Linked DNA regions of Mus musculus: regions 1, 2 and 4 are each linked to region 3. Evidence: chromatin contacts called from public HiChIP or PLAC-seq and promoter capture Hi-C data. All regions are on one chromosome and are shown on one strand. Each heading gives the region's core, a stretch centred on a gene start, on an enhancer-like site or on the middle of the called end of the contact. The rest is flanking DNA. Distances are from core to core; before and after follow the strand shown. Region 1 holds the start of Slc35c2 (solute carrier family 35, member C2). Region 2 holds the start of Pltp (phospholipid transfer protein). Region 3 holds the start of Cd40 (CD40 antigen). Region 4 holds the start of Cdh22 (cadherin 22).

What was found. HiChIP or PLAC-seq counts read pairs in DNA pulled down with a chosen protein or histone mark. Capture Hi-C pulls out chosen DNA fragments and counts their contacts.
Region 1: a promoter capture Hi-C map of adipose tissue shows a contact between it and region 3. The contact joins the promoter of Slc35c2 here to the promoter of Cd40 in region 3. A contact is called at or near these places in 5 of 39 promoter capture datasets (cranial neural crest, embryonic stem cells, macrophages and 2 more), 9 of 484 Hi-C or Micro-C datasets (the AML12 cell line, B cells, the G1E-ER4 cell line and 5 more), 13 of 115 datasets of contacts at active chromatin or transcription factors (the 230-238 cell line, bone marrow-derived macrophages, craniofacial prominence and 8 more) and 4 of 9 other capture datasets (adipose tissue, liver, macrophages and 1 more).
Region 2: an H3K4me3 HiChIP or PLAC-seq map of bone marrow-derived macrophages shows a contact between it and region 3, with 3 times the contacts expected there. The contact joins the promoter of Pltp here to the promoter of Cd40 in region 3. A contact is called at or near these places in 1 of 484 Hi-C or Micro-C datasets (B cells), 1 of 115 datasets of contacts at active chromatin or transcription factors (bone marrow-derived macrophages) and 2 of 9 other capture datasets (adipose tissue and pancreatic islet).
Region 4: an H3K4me3 HiChIP or PLAC-seq map of neural tube shows a contact between it and region 3, with 2.8 times the contacts expected there. The contact joins the promoter of Cdh22 here to the promoter of Cd40 in region 3. A contact is called at or near these places in 3 of 39 promoter capture datasets (embryonic stem cells and neural stem cells), 3 of 484 Hi-C or Micro-C datasets (adipose-derived mesenchymal stem cells, dorsal root ganglion neurons and extraembryonic ectoderm), 10 of 115 datasets of contacts at active chromatin or transcription factors (craniofacial prominence, embryonic basal ganglia, embryonic forebrain and 6 more) and 3 of 9 other capture datasets (adipose tissue, liver and pancreatic islet).

What each region holds. Positions count from the first base shown.
Region 1 is chr2:165,286,566-165,289,265 of GRCm38.p6, forward strand. It overlaps Slc35c2 (solute carrier family 35, member C2), which reads right to left and starts at 1,273. Exons shown (of 10, transcript NM_144893.2): 1 at 1,219-1,273. It overlaps Elmo2 (engulfment and cell motility 2), which reads right to left. Exons shown (of 21, transcript NM_080287.2): 21 at 1,466-2,700.
Region 2 is chr2:164,856,391-164,859,270 of GRCm38.p6, forward strand. It overlaps Pltp (phospholipid transfer protein), which reads right to left and starts at 1,318. Exons shown (of 16, transcript NM_011125.2): 1 at 1,194-1,318; 2 at 497-607; 3 at 314-413. The coding sequence starts at 596.
Region 3 is chr2:165,054,184-165,056,894 of GRCm38.p6, forward strand. Cd40 (CD40 antigen) reads left to right here and starts at 1,453. Exons shown (of 9, transcript NM_011611.2): 1 at 1,453-1,575. The coding sequence starts at 1,525.
Region 4 is chr2:165,233,313-165,236,012 of GRCm38.p6, forward strand. It overlaps Cdh22 (cadherin 22), which reads right to left and starts at 1,425. Exons shown (of 12, transcript NM_174988.3): 1 at 1,243-1,425.

The DNA.
Region 1 (2,700 bases), core at 23-2,522, 230 kb after region 3:
AACTGACAGCTTCCTCCTCAGAGACCTAGCGGGTGCAACTTGCCACAGTCTCTGGAGTCTTCCTTCTTTCTGACTCATTCAGTAAGCACAGATGCCTGAGGGCTGCAGCCCAGCCTCTCTTTGCCGCCTTCATTCCCAGCCCACCACGACCAACCCCGTAACTCCAGCCGACAGCTCAACCTCAAGGTGCTGCAAGGAGCTACCTTAATATTCCTCGGGTCTTCATCTGACTCTCAAGTCACTTAGAAACGGCCAACCGAACAACTGTTTTCTTTGGCAGAAGGCAGTCAGCACCAGTGAAGCCATTGCTGCCTCCCTCGGCATCCCTCATCTCCTGCCTTGTCAAGTCCACCTCTAGTTATTCCTTGACCCACCCACTTCTCTTCACTTCCTCTCCCACCACCACACACTACACCACAGTTTCCGTTCACCTACTGCCTGCACTTGCCTGCAGTCCACAAGGAGCCAGAGACTGGTGGAATGGTTAGTGTGGTCAACCTGACAGAAGCTAGGGTCACCTGGGAGACGGGCCTCGGAGCATACCAGGAAGGGATTGATTCTCTTGATCAGGTTAACCGATGTGAGGAGACCCAGGTAGCTGTGGGCAGGAACTCCTGGCCTCCATAAAGAAGGGAGAGTGCACTAGCAGGCACTGATGGCTCTCAAGATTCTATACTTCAGAACTGTGGAAACGACGTGGCCAGCTGCTTCAAGCACTTACTGCCCTGACTTCCTCACGACGGACAGCACCAAGAACTATGGGGGAAATAAGCTCTTTCTTTCTTTCTTTCTTCCTTCCTTCCTTAAGTTGCATCAGGGAAAGAAACTAAGACTGCCGGTCCCAACAGACCGGAGACCCCGGGGCTGGGTCCGCAAGTTCTCCCTGGATCCTGCCTGCCAGCTGCAACGCCACGTACAGCCGTGTGCCCGGAACATCAGCCGGCGTCCTCCTCGGCAAGGCAACCTGATGCTCTCTGCTCTGGTCCCCTTCCCCAGGACCCCCATTGCGCGTGGCACTTAACACCGCGTGACGACTGTGTTTGCTCACGTGTCCCTGCCGCGCCTGCTCGGCAGTATCCACCTGGTTCCCCCCATCCCCAAGACCCGGCCCCTCGTACGTGCTCGGCGAATGCCAGGCGAACGGGCCCAGAGCCACTGGAAAGCTGGGGAAACTGAGGCCGGGCGAGAAGGCAGGGGACCGCCCACACGCCCACTTACCTCCGCCCAGGCTCTCGCCGGGAGCCTCCTGCCGGAAGCTCGAGGTGGGCACTGTGCCTCAGGAGGCGAGACTTCCGCCGGAAGTCGGTGGGGTGGGCGGAGCCAGAGCATCTCTAAGGCGGCTACAGCAAGCTTCCCAACACGGTCCCTCTGTACCTTTCCCTTAAACGGGCACCAGGAACGAATCACAGCTACTAATAACTCTGTACAGGGCTTATTTCTTCAGGGACTTCAAGCAGCAGGGAAATGACATGACAACCATTAAATTTTATTAGTAAAACGTCCTGGCAAAGTGATAATGGACACTTTGTGACATTGCGTATGCCTATAAATTTGTGAGAATTATTCAATAGGCTGAGTACGTGAAGTTCATCGCAGAGGAAATGGAACCCAAAAGGAAGGGGGTAAGAAGGATCTAGTCTTACCGGGAGCCCAGGGAAGCAGGTTACAGTGGCCGCAGAACACCAATTTAGCACACCTGGATTTGACTCATTTCAGGTACAGAGTATGTGGGCAAGATAACCTCTAAGCCATGCAAGCTAGGGCTGCAGACCCGAGCTGGCCCAGTTCTCGGCGTCTGCTCATCCGGGCTCTACTAGGACTGGCTGCAAACAGGAATCCTTGCACATGACTTGGCTGGGCTCCTGGCTCCTAGCAGAAGGCTCAAGGCCAGCGTGTAAGCTGTGCTTTGTGCACACTGCTGCTGTAGGCTGTTGCCAGCTGGCATCACGAAAGCATTCGTTGATTCAATGCTTCCTGAGACCTACAATGGTGCCCATCGCAGCCCAAGGTCTTGGCTTCGTTCAGCCCTCAAAGCCTGCGTTGCATGCACTTTCTATGCCTTCTGAAAGCGCCTGTCCTCACCCCCTTCTGACTGAGGCAAGGGGAAGTATCTATTTTCATCACTGCCTTCATTCAAACCTCCCAGCTACCAAGGCTGCTGATGGGAGCACCAGCTTAAAGCACCAGCTGGCAAGCTGGGCACTAACTGCAGGCAACATGCGGGGTGCGGAACATGTCTTCTTTGAAAGGCACAAGTACTCGAGCTGTTCCCTGGCTGTGTCCCTGGCAGGGGAAAAAGGGAGGATGGGTTCTTGGGGGTGTACAGTATGCCTTTCCACGTTGTACCCAGCACGACTGAGCAGAAAACGCTCTGTCCTGTAGCACAAGCTGTGAGCATCCTTAGCCAGCAGGTGTGAGTAGTTTGCGCATGACAAGAGCAGGAGAGATGAGGGGAGAGGGAGATGCTCTCAGAGTGGCTGGGAGCTCTCCACATGCTCCCAGGCACACTGAAATGAAGGCTGTCAGGCCGCTCCTCACCCTTGGGACAGGGAATAAGTGCAGAGGAAGAGGTGTGGATAGGAAGCAGTCTACATGAAAGAGTATTTATTGAAAACACATCACTGACAGGAAGCTCCTGGCTGCTCTCTGGTTACACTCACAGCTCATGACTGAGAGCACTACAGTTTTGTTCTTGATTTT
Region 2 (2,880 bases), core at 68-2,567, 200 kb before region 3:
TCGCCTCACCTCTATCTCTCCTATCCTGGGCTTCCCTCTTTTTGGCGCCACCCTCTGGATAGACTCCACTCTCACCCACAGGTAAATTCTTCCAGTGTATCATCGCGGTGTTCTTTGGTCCAAGCTACAATTCTGCTGGTTCGTATTCCCCTTTCTTGGACCCGCCTACCTCCAGTCTTTTTACCTAGTAGCCTTACTCGTTATTATGGATCCCACCTCATTTAATTGGCCACGCCCAGACCCGCCCAGTCTGGGGCGGTGTCCCAGGTCATCCCACCACCTTTGAGACCCCGGCCCCCCGAGCCTTACTTACTCCGAGATATTGTAGTAAAAGTGGCCCTTTGCGCCGTACACGTCTGGGATGGTGATGGTCTCCAGCTCTTGTTCCAGAAAGCGCAGGCCTTCCTGCTTCACTGAGATAGCATGGAGACACTCAGGTCCCGCGCCCGGGGCCAGAGCACCCCACCCGGTCCACGGCTCCCGCCGCGCGCCTTACCCAGATCCAGAGCCGCGGAGGTGACGCGGATCTTGCAGCCCGGGAGCTCGGCGTGGGCACCTGCCAGGAGCGCTAGGAAGAGGGCCCAGAGCAGGACCATGGCGACCAAGCCTGGGGGCAGGGTGGGGTCGAGTCGCAGGTGTCATCTGAGAGGCTCAAAACCACTCTTTGGTCATGCAACTAGAACGGAGTGCTGGCCCGGACCGTTACTGCCCGTAAAGTGTTTGGGGCACTCGGAACCAATCATCTTGTCTTTGCCTGATGCAAAACCGAGGTTCCGAAGCACGATAAGACTTGCGCCCTGCTTCCAAAGGATTTGGGGCTCGGTTCCCCCGTGCAACTGCCTCGTGACAAGTTTGGATCTCAGGAGGATGAACAGCCCCCCATCCCCCACCAACACTTTCTCTTTTCCTTCAGAGGAGGGCGTGTGCTGACTTGTGCGTTGGTATGGCGACGACCACAAGCGCATTCCTGCTGAGTAGCTTGAGGTCTCCCAGGCCGCGCGCGGGGATGGCCCGACTGAGCGCTATCCCCTGAGTCCCTCCGCTCCCCTAGCTCCTAAGACTCCGCTATAACGCATTCTGTCTGGTGCCCCATCCCGGAGCCCTCCTTCATCCGCTCTCCTCCCCACCTGGATTTAGTGAGCCACACAACTCACGAGGGTCTGGGGATGCGATGGGGACGCGCCCCAACTCACTTAGTAGTGTGGTCACGTGGGGCGACAGGCAGCGCGGGGGATCCGGGCGGCGGGGTCTGGCGGGTAGCGCGGGTCCAGCAGCCTTTATAAGTCTGGGCCTCCGACCCCCCTCCTCGCCGCGGTTCTTCCCTCCTCCTTGGGGGCTGGGAGGGGACGGGGCGGGACGCTGGCAGTTGGGAGGGTGGATAGGGCAGTACGGAGCCTGTGACAAGCCTAGCTGCTGTCTGGACAAGTGGGGGACTCGCTCCTAAAAGAGCGAGAAAAGTGAAGAAAGCGGCTTGCCAAACCACTGCTGTGGAATTCCAATCACACAGCAATTCCTGCACGCTCCTAAACAAACTCCTTCACTTGGCTGCGGAGCCTCAGTTTCCTCACCCAGCACCGAGTGCCTCCTTATGGGAACTCCCACTCGGCTTCCACGCTAGGCCAGCGAAAGCCAATGCCCTACGGTCATTCCCCTTTCTTTTCTCTCACAACCGTCTCCCGCTGGCTTTGTTATGAGACCCCAACCTACTTGATTGGCTTTTAGGGCCCCAGGGACCTTCCCCTATTGGAAAAGCGATCATCCCAGAGGGAGGTTTGGCCTTCCTGAGGAACTCTGAATTCTTTAGTGAGGACTTGGAGGTGGCTGCTTTGCACAGTCCCCCTCACCCCGTGCACCGCCCCGCACAGTTCCGAGCATCACAGTGGAAAACAGACAGTAGATGCTTGCTTTCTTTTTGTAGCCATGCGGGCGAAATGGAAAGGGGGAACTGATAAAGATGTTTGCTGAGCATATACTTAACACTCAGCACTCAGCCAGCTCAGCTGACCCAATAGTCTTGTTTTGTCCAGGACCTTCCTGGATTCAGAACTACCCACGGGAATCCACTCAGTCCCAAGCGAACCAGAATGGCTAATCACTCTAGATCTGGTTTTACCTTCTTATAGTCTGTGAGGCTGGCTCTCTGGCAGGAAACTGGAGGTTGAGGTTGAGACAATTCTGTGACTGTAAATGCAGAATTCAAGGATTGTTCCAAAACAGTGTGAGGTAGGATTGGTAGCTCAAGAAGCCTTCTCTCTGAGGGACCAGCGCTTACATCCTAGGATGTCAGCCTCAGGACACTTATTGTATAAATAGCTCAGGCGATTTTCTCCTTCTAAATCGTATCTAAAATAGTATATATTAAAGGTTTGGGGAGGGAGTGGGGTTTTGTTTTTGTTTTGGAGGGGAGGGAGGGTTGAGAAAGGTTCTCATGTAGCCCAGGCTGGCTCTGAATTCTCTATGCAACTAAGGGTGGTCTTGAACTTTGGCTTCTCCTGCCTCCATCGCCAGAATGCTGGGATTACAGATGTACAGCATCACTCCTGGTCTGTCTGGTGCTGGGGATACTGCATACAGGACCTGTGCATGTTAGGCACTCTACCAAGTGAGCTACATCCCCCAGGTTTAGTGTAAGGTTATTGTAAACATAGATGGTTTAAGTGCTGTGTAGATTCTCTGCCATATCCCTAGTGATACATATACATATAAAATATTATATGTATTATGTATAATACATTACATATTATATATATTATGTATTATGTATAATATATTGCATATTATATGTTATATATGTTTATTTTCTTTCTTGCTTTTACACCCTGACCACAGATTCCCCTCCTACCTCTTCTCCCAGTTCCTCCCCCACCTTCCCTCTGTCCA
Region 3 (2,711 bases), core at 203-2,702:
CCTACAGCCTGTGGCTTAGGGTGTAAAGCTCTCTGCTACTGCTCCAACGCCATTCCTGTCTGCTTCCTGCCATGATGATCATGGGCTAACCCTCTAAAACTGTAAGCAAGGCCCCCAGTTAAACGCTTCCTCTGTAAGAGTTACTTTGGTCATGGTGTCTTCATAGCAATTGAGCAGCATGGAAGTCAGCCTCCAAGCCTGGGGTTAATGTAGCATGCCTGCCTTCCCCGGCTTCCTTTTTCTTGCAGCCTGCTCCCTCAGCGTGGCTTGGATGTTCAGTTTGCAGGATCAGTATCCCAAGCACTAGCTAGTTCAAGTTCTTGGGAGGGAACTGAGAAGGAGAGTGCCACTCAAGTGAACTCGATGCATCAGACCAGAACCCAAGCCATCCTAGCTGCAGAGCAGATGTGAACTCTGGTTCAAAAATGGTGGTGGTGGTGCGGGAGGCGTGGGGTAAAGACAACCGAACAACCTAGGTTTGATATAAGATCCCACAGGATGGAGGGAGACAACCAACTCCCCGACACCCATATACTCTAAGAGGGGAGGGGGTATGAGGAGGAGGAAGAGGGGAGGAGAAGGAAGAGGGGAGGAGAGGGAGGTGGAGGGGGAGAAATATGAATGATGAATAGTGGGTGGTACTGGGAGAGATGACACCCAGGGTAAGATGCCCGCCATACAAACATGAGAGTTCAGATCCTTTATCTGGAACACCCCTCAGCCTCCACCCCCACCCCTCCGAAAGTTAATGGAGGAATAGGGAGGGTCTCTAGTTTCCTATCATTTCTCAAAGGGCCTTTGACCCTATGAAAGGCTGGTCCGTACACTAAATGCCTGTCTACAGCCTCTGGATGGAGCTGGGGTGGGATAGAAGTCGGTGGAGACACGTGGGTGGCACGCATGGCTAAGAGGATGAGATGCTGTCCCCTACTCGTAGGAATTTCCTTCTCAAGAAAGAGAAACTGGGTAGGGAACTCATTTCCTTGAATCGCCTCCTGGCCCTTCAGCTGTGGTCTTTCCCGTTTTCTGACTTTGCGGTGACACTGGGGACTTCCTTAGACCTCTCTGGAGACGCTTTCGGTTCTGCAGAGATTCCCAGGGGTATTGTGGGTGGGGTGGGGTAACAATAGTGTCCCTGTGGCGCTCCCCAGTCCCTATAGTAATCCTTCACCCCTCTGCTATCTTGCAATCAGGAGAGTCCTTAGCCCTGCTATAGGTGGCTTTTGAGGTCCTGGATGCGAGGAGGGGGACTGGGGGGTGGGTCGGGTAATGTAAGAAAAGGGCTCCTTTTGGGACCCTGGCTCCTCCAGCCACCTTGGTGCCCATCCCTTAAACTCTTGGGGACAATCAGACTCCTGGGAAGGTCCTGGGGAAATCCCTGCTCAGTGACTAGCCATAGGCCCACCGCGATTGGTGCCCGAAGACCCCGCCCTCTTCCTGGGCGGGACTCCTAGCAGGGACTTTGGAGTGACTTGTGGCTTCAGCAGGAGCCCTGTGATTTGGCTCTTCTGATCTCGCCCTGCGATGGTGTCTTTGCCTCGGCTGTGCGCGCTATGGGGCTGCTTGTTGACAGCGGTGAGTGGCTTGTGTTCTAACCTCCAAGGGAGTTAGGGCTTAGAGAGTGAGAGATGGAAAGAGGAAAGAGGAGACAAGACTTTGGAGATGAGAGATCTTCCTACTGGAAGCGGCGGTTAGTAGGATGGGCAAGATCTCTCGCGTCTTGACACACACACACACACACACAAATGAGGTGGGCTGCTCCTCTTTCCTTCCAGAAGGTCGGGGTTCTGTTCCACGAAGCCCACAGGGGAACCTTAGGGAGGGCATTCCTCCACAGCGGTGCCTGGACAGCTTTGTCTGACCCAAGCCTTGGCTCCGGAGCTGACTGCAGAGACTGGAAAGGGTTAGCAGACAGGAAAGCCTGGCTAGGGGGAAGGGCGGGTCTGGCCTGTTTCCTGTCACTTTCCCATTGTGGACAGATGTCTGCCACCTGTGGTTATCTTCTCCTTGCCAGTTGGGGCCACTTTGTCTAGGGAATCTTGTGCGAACAAGACCCCAGGTACTTTTTAGGGAAGAGGTAATTTACTAACCACCATACCCGTATCATAGCTGAGCCAATCTAGAGAAATCCCCAAGTTTGTGCCTCTGCCTCATGAGCTTAAGGTGGTACAGGAGACACCCAGAGGATGAGGAGGAAGAAGAGGAGGAGGGGGAGGAAGAGGAGGAGGGATAGCTTTAGAACCCAAGAAAGGATAAGAGACCAGACTAGGTTTCTCCAGGCACCAGCAGGGCTCAGACCCAATCAAGCGCATCTTGGGGATTTCTAGAAGCCGGCACTTGATTCGCTTTTGGTTTAAATGTATTTCTGCAGTTCCTCATTCTGGAACCTGGGAATCCCCTGACTACCTGAGTCTCAGCCCCTCTCCTCTGGCGAGGCTCCCCTAGCTTTCAGGCAGGGTAGATTCTTTCCGGTTGGTGACAGGGACTTCGGTAACTTCATGGGTTCTGAATTGTCCACCCAGGAAGGTGTCGTGGTTCAGGACTGGCTTTCTGCAGCTGGGACAGTCAGTGCCCTAAGCACATCCCTGTCCATCAGCCAATGTCACCTGTCCATCAGCCAATGTCACCTATCCCAGGTTGGTCTAGTTGAGAATGACCTTTCACATTCTTCTTTTTCTTCTGTTCACGCATGGTTTGTGTATATGCGTACA
Region 4 (2,700 bases), core at 175-2,674, 180 kb after region 3:
GATAGGCTTCCAGGACAGAAGGAGAAGAAGCAGAGGCAGTAGCCAATACTAACAATCAAGACTCTGGCCAAGTTGAGCACTCCTGCTGGTTCTGGGACCCAGGGAGCTCATCAGATGGAACGCACACCCTCCGACCAACGCCGCCGCCGACTAGGAAGGGTAGGAGAGAAAGCAGGGGGCTCCTAGCAGCGCGAGCCGGACAAGCCTTCAACCGGCCGGGCCCCGCAGGCTTCAGCCGTCGCTGCTGTGCCCGCCAGCAGGGGGTGCCTCTGCGGCTTGGGGAGACCTCGGGGGACTCCAGCCTCTCTCTGCGCTCCGCCCGCTGCACCCTACAGGGTCGTCTCCAGCAGCACCCAAGCTGGGGCAGGGACCCGACCAGGCCACAGCGGAAGTGGCGAAGTCAGGTCCCGAGCCAAGGGAGACGTGGTTAGGGATAGTGTCTATCGAGGGTCCCGCAGCCTGTACGCCCTCACAGTCGCAAGGTCCACGCCTCCCGGTTCCGCACCCCGGCCTCCGGAGGGTCAGTCCCGAGTGGCGCGTGCTTTGGACGTGAGCCTGTGAAGCCCGGTCCTTCTCCGTGGTGGGGACAGAGTCCCCGGAGTCGTGTGCGGATGAAGAGGGTAGAGCTACCTCTCAATCTCCACCGGCCATCCGACGGCCGAAGGGAGCAGGGGGTCACGTCGGCAGGGCCACAAGGGTCCTCATAGCCTGTCCAGCTCACCCCACCCAGGGGTGGCCGCAGCCGCGCGTGTCGCCGCGGCTCGACCCGCACACGCACCCGCGCGGCGCACACGCTCCCGCCGCGCCGATCGCCGGGCCTCCGGGAGGGGCTGCGAGCCGAGCCGGGGCGGCGCGGGGTGGGCGGCGGGAATGCCGGGGTCCCGGCCCGTACAGAGGCTGGATTCTCCATCTCCCCACCCCTCCCCGCACTCCGGCCCTACACCCCTGGCGCAGACACCCCCTTCCTCCCCGGCCTCGGGGGCATCCTGGAGCTCAGGACACAGGGACCGCGACTCCCGGGCCGGGAGGTGGCCGGGCTGGGCTCCGCGCCGGGGAAAGTTTGGACGTGGGAAAGTCCCTGTCTCCCCGCCGGGGAGGGGGCGCGGGATGGGCGCGCTTCAGCTGTTGCCCCGGAGCCCGCGCCGCGCCGCGCCCGCCTCTCCCCGGCCCGTGCACCCTCCCGGCCCGCAGCCTTCCCCAGCGGCGATCGGTTGTCCTCCCGCGGGTGCCGCGCGCTCTTACCTTGGGGAGCGGCCGGACTGCACCCTGGTCCGCGCCTTGGGACGCCAGCAAGCGGCAGGATCACAGCCAGGTCCGGCTCTGGCGTCCGCTCGGAGGAGCCGAGGGAGAGCGGGAGCGAGAGGGGGAGCCGCGGCGGCGAGTGCGCGCGTGTGTGGAGGAGCGAGAGAGCGAGGGAGTGTGCGTGTCTGACTAGGGGGGAAGTGTGCAAGGGACGGATCCCTTCCTTCCTCCCGCAGCCTCTGGTGGAGACTCGGAGAATGCAGCGCCCGCCGGGCAGGAGCGCCGAGCAGCGCCGAGCCGCAGGCGGCCGCCGGGCCGGACCCCGCAGCCAGCCGGGGAGCCCGGCCCCCGCCCCGACCGCACCCCTCCCTCGCCTGCGGGGCCCGGAGGCTCCGTCTCCCCCGTCGCCGGCAGCGGGAAAGCCCCCGGGGGAGTGCTCCTTCTCCTCCTCCCAGCCCAGATCCGCGCGAAGGGAGCGCCCCCAGGAGGGGAGCGGGCTCCCTCCTTGCCTGGCGGTTCAGCTGCCCCGAGGCACCCGTGGCAGACTAGACCCTGTCCCCACCACTCCCCTGGCCAGACTTCGCTGCATCTAGCCCCCCTTCCCCCACACACTATGAAAGCCCGGCTTCAAAAGAAGGGGGTGCAAGCGAAGGTAGAGGCGGGCTTCTCAAGTGGCCACCCCTGGCTGGCTGCCCAGAAAGGCCCTTTGCACAGACCGAGGCTTCAGAGACAATCACTGAACATTGAGGTGGACAGAGCCCCTGCCCCGGGGCTGGGAGTCTGCTGGCAGGTGGAAGGTCAGTTGTCCTGGGAAGAGAGCCACGCTGGTCATTCCTCTTTAGGAGCGAGCTCTGGAAGTCCTGTGCCTCCAGCCAGAATAAAAGAGTAGGCAAACAAGACAGTCCAGCCTAAACTTCGTGCCCTCTAGCATGAGGCTAATAAAATCCACCCCCACCCCCCACTGTCCAGAAACGCTTGCAAAGCCAGATTTTCCGTTCTTGCTCAAATTCAGCTAGCCCAATGCCCGATGTCTTTTCTGCCTAGACTGTTTCCTTTTTCTTAGCTGCATGGGTGCCAGCCAGGTGACTGAAGTGACCGTGCAGCTGTATGTCTTTGCCATCTGCCCCTAACCAAGCATCCTGGCCTGCAAAACAGACGCTGAGTTAAAGAGGTGACAACGCCCTCCCTCCGAGACCCTGATTCCTGATGGTCCCTAGGGACCCATACTCCAGCTCGCCCTGGCCTGCTCACCACCGGGAGCTCTAATTTCCACTCTCCCACTCCTCCCTAGTGACTGGTGTCTCCTCTGGGTGGTTGCATTTCTAGTCCTTCCAGCTGAACTCCATCACTCTTATTTATTTTGAGATTTATTCTCCACCTCGACAGCCGGTTCCCTCCCTTAAGTCCTTCTTCTCTCGGTTCATTCCCTTCATTGATCTCCCAAGCGTTGCTTTTGTG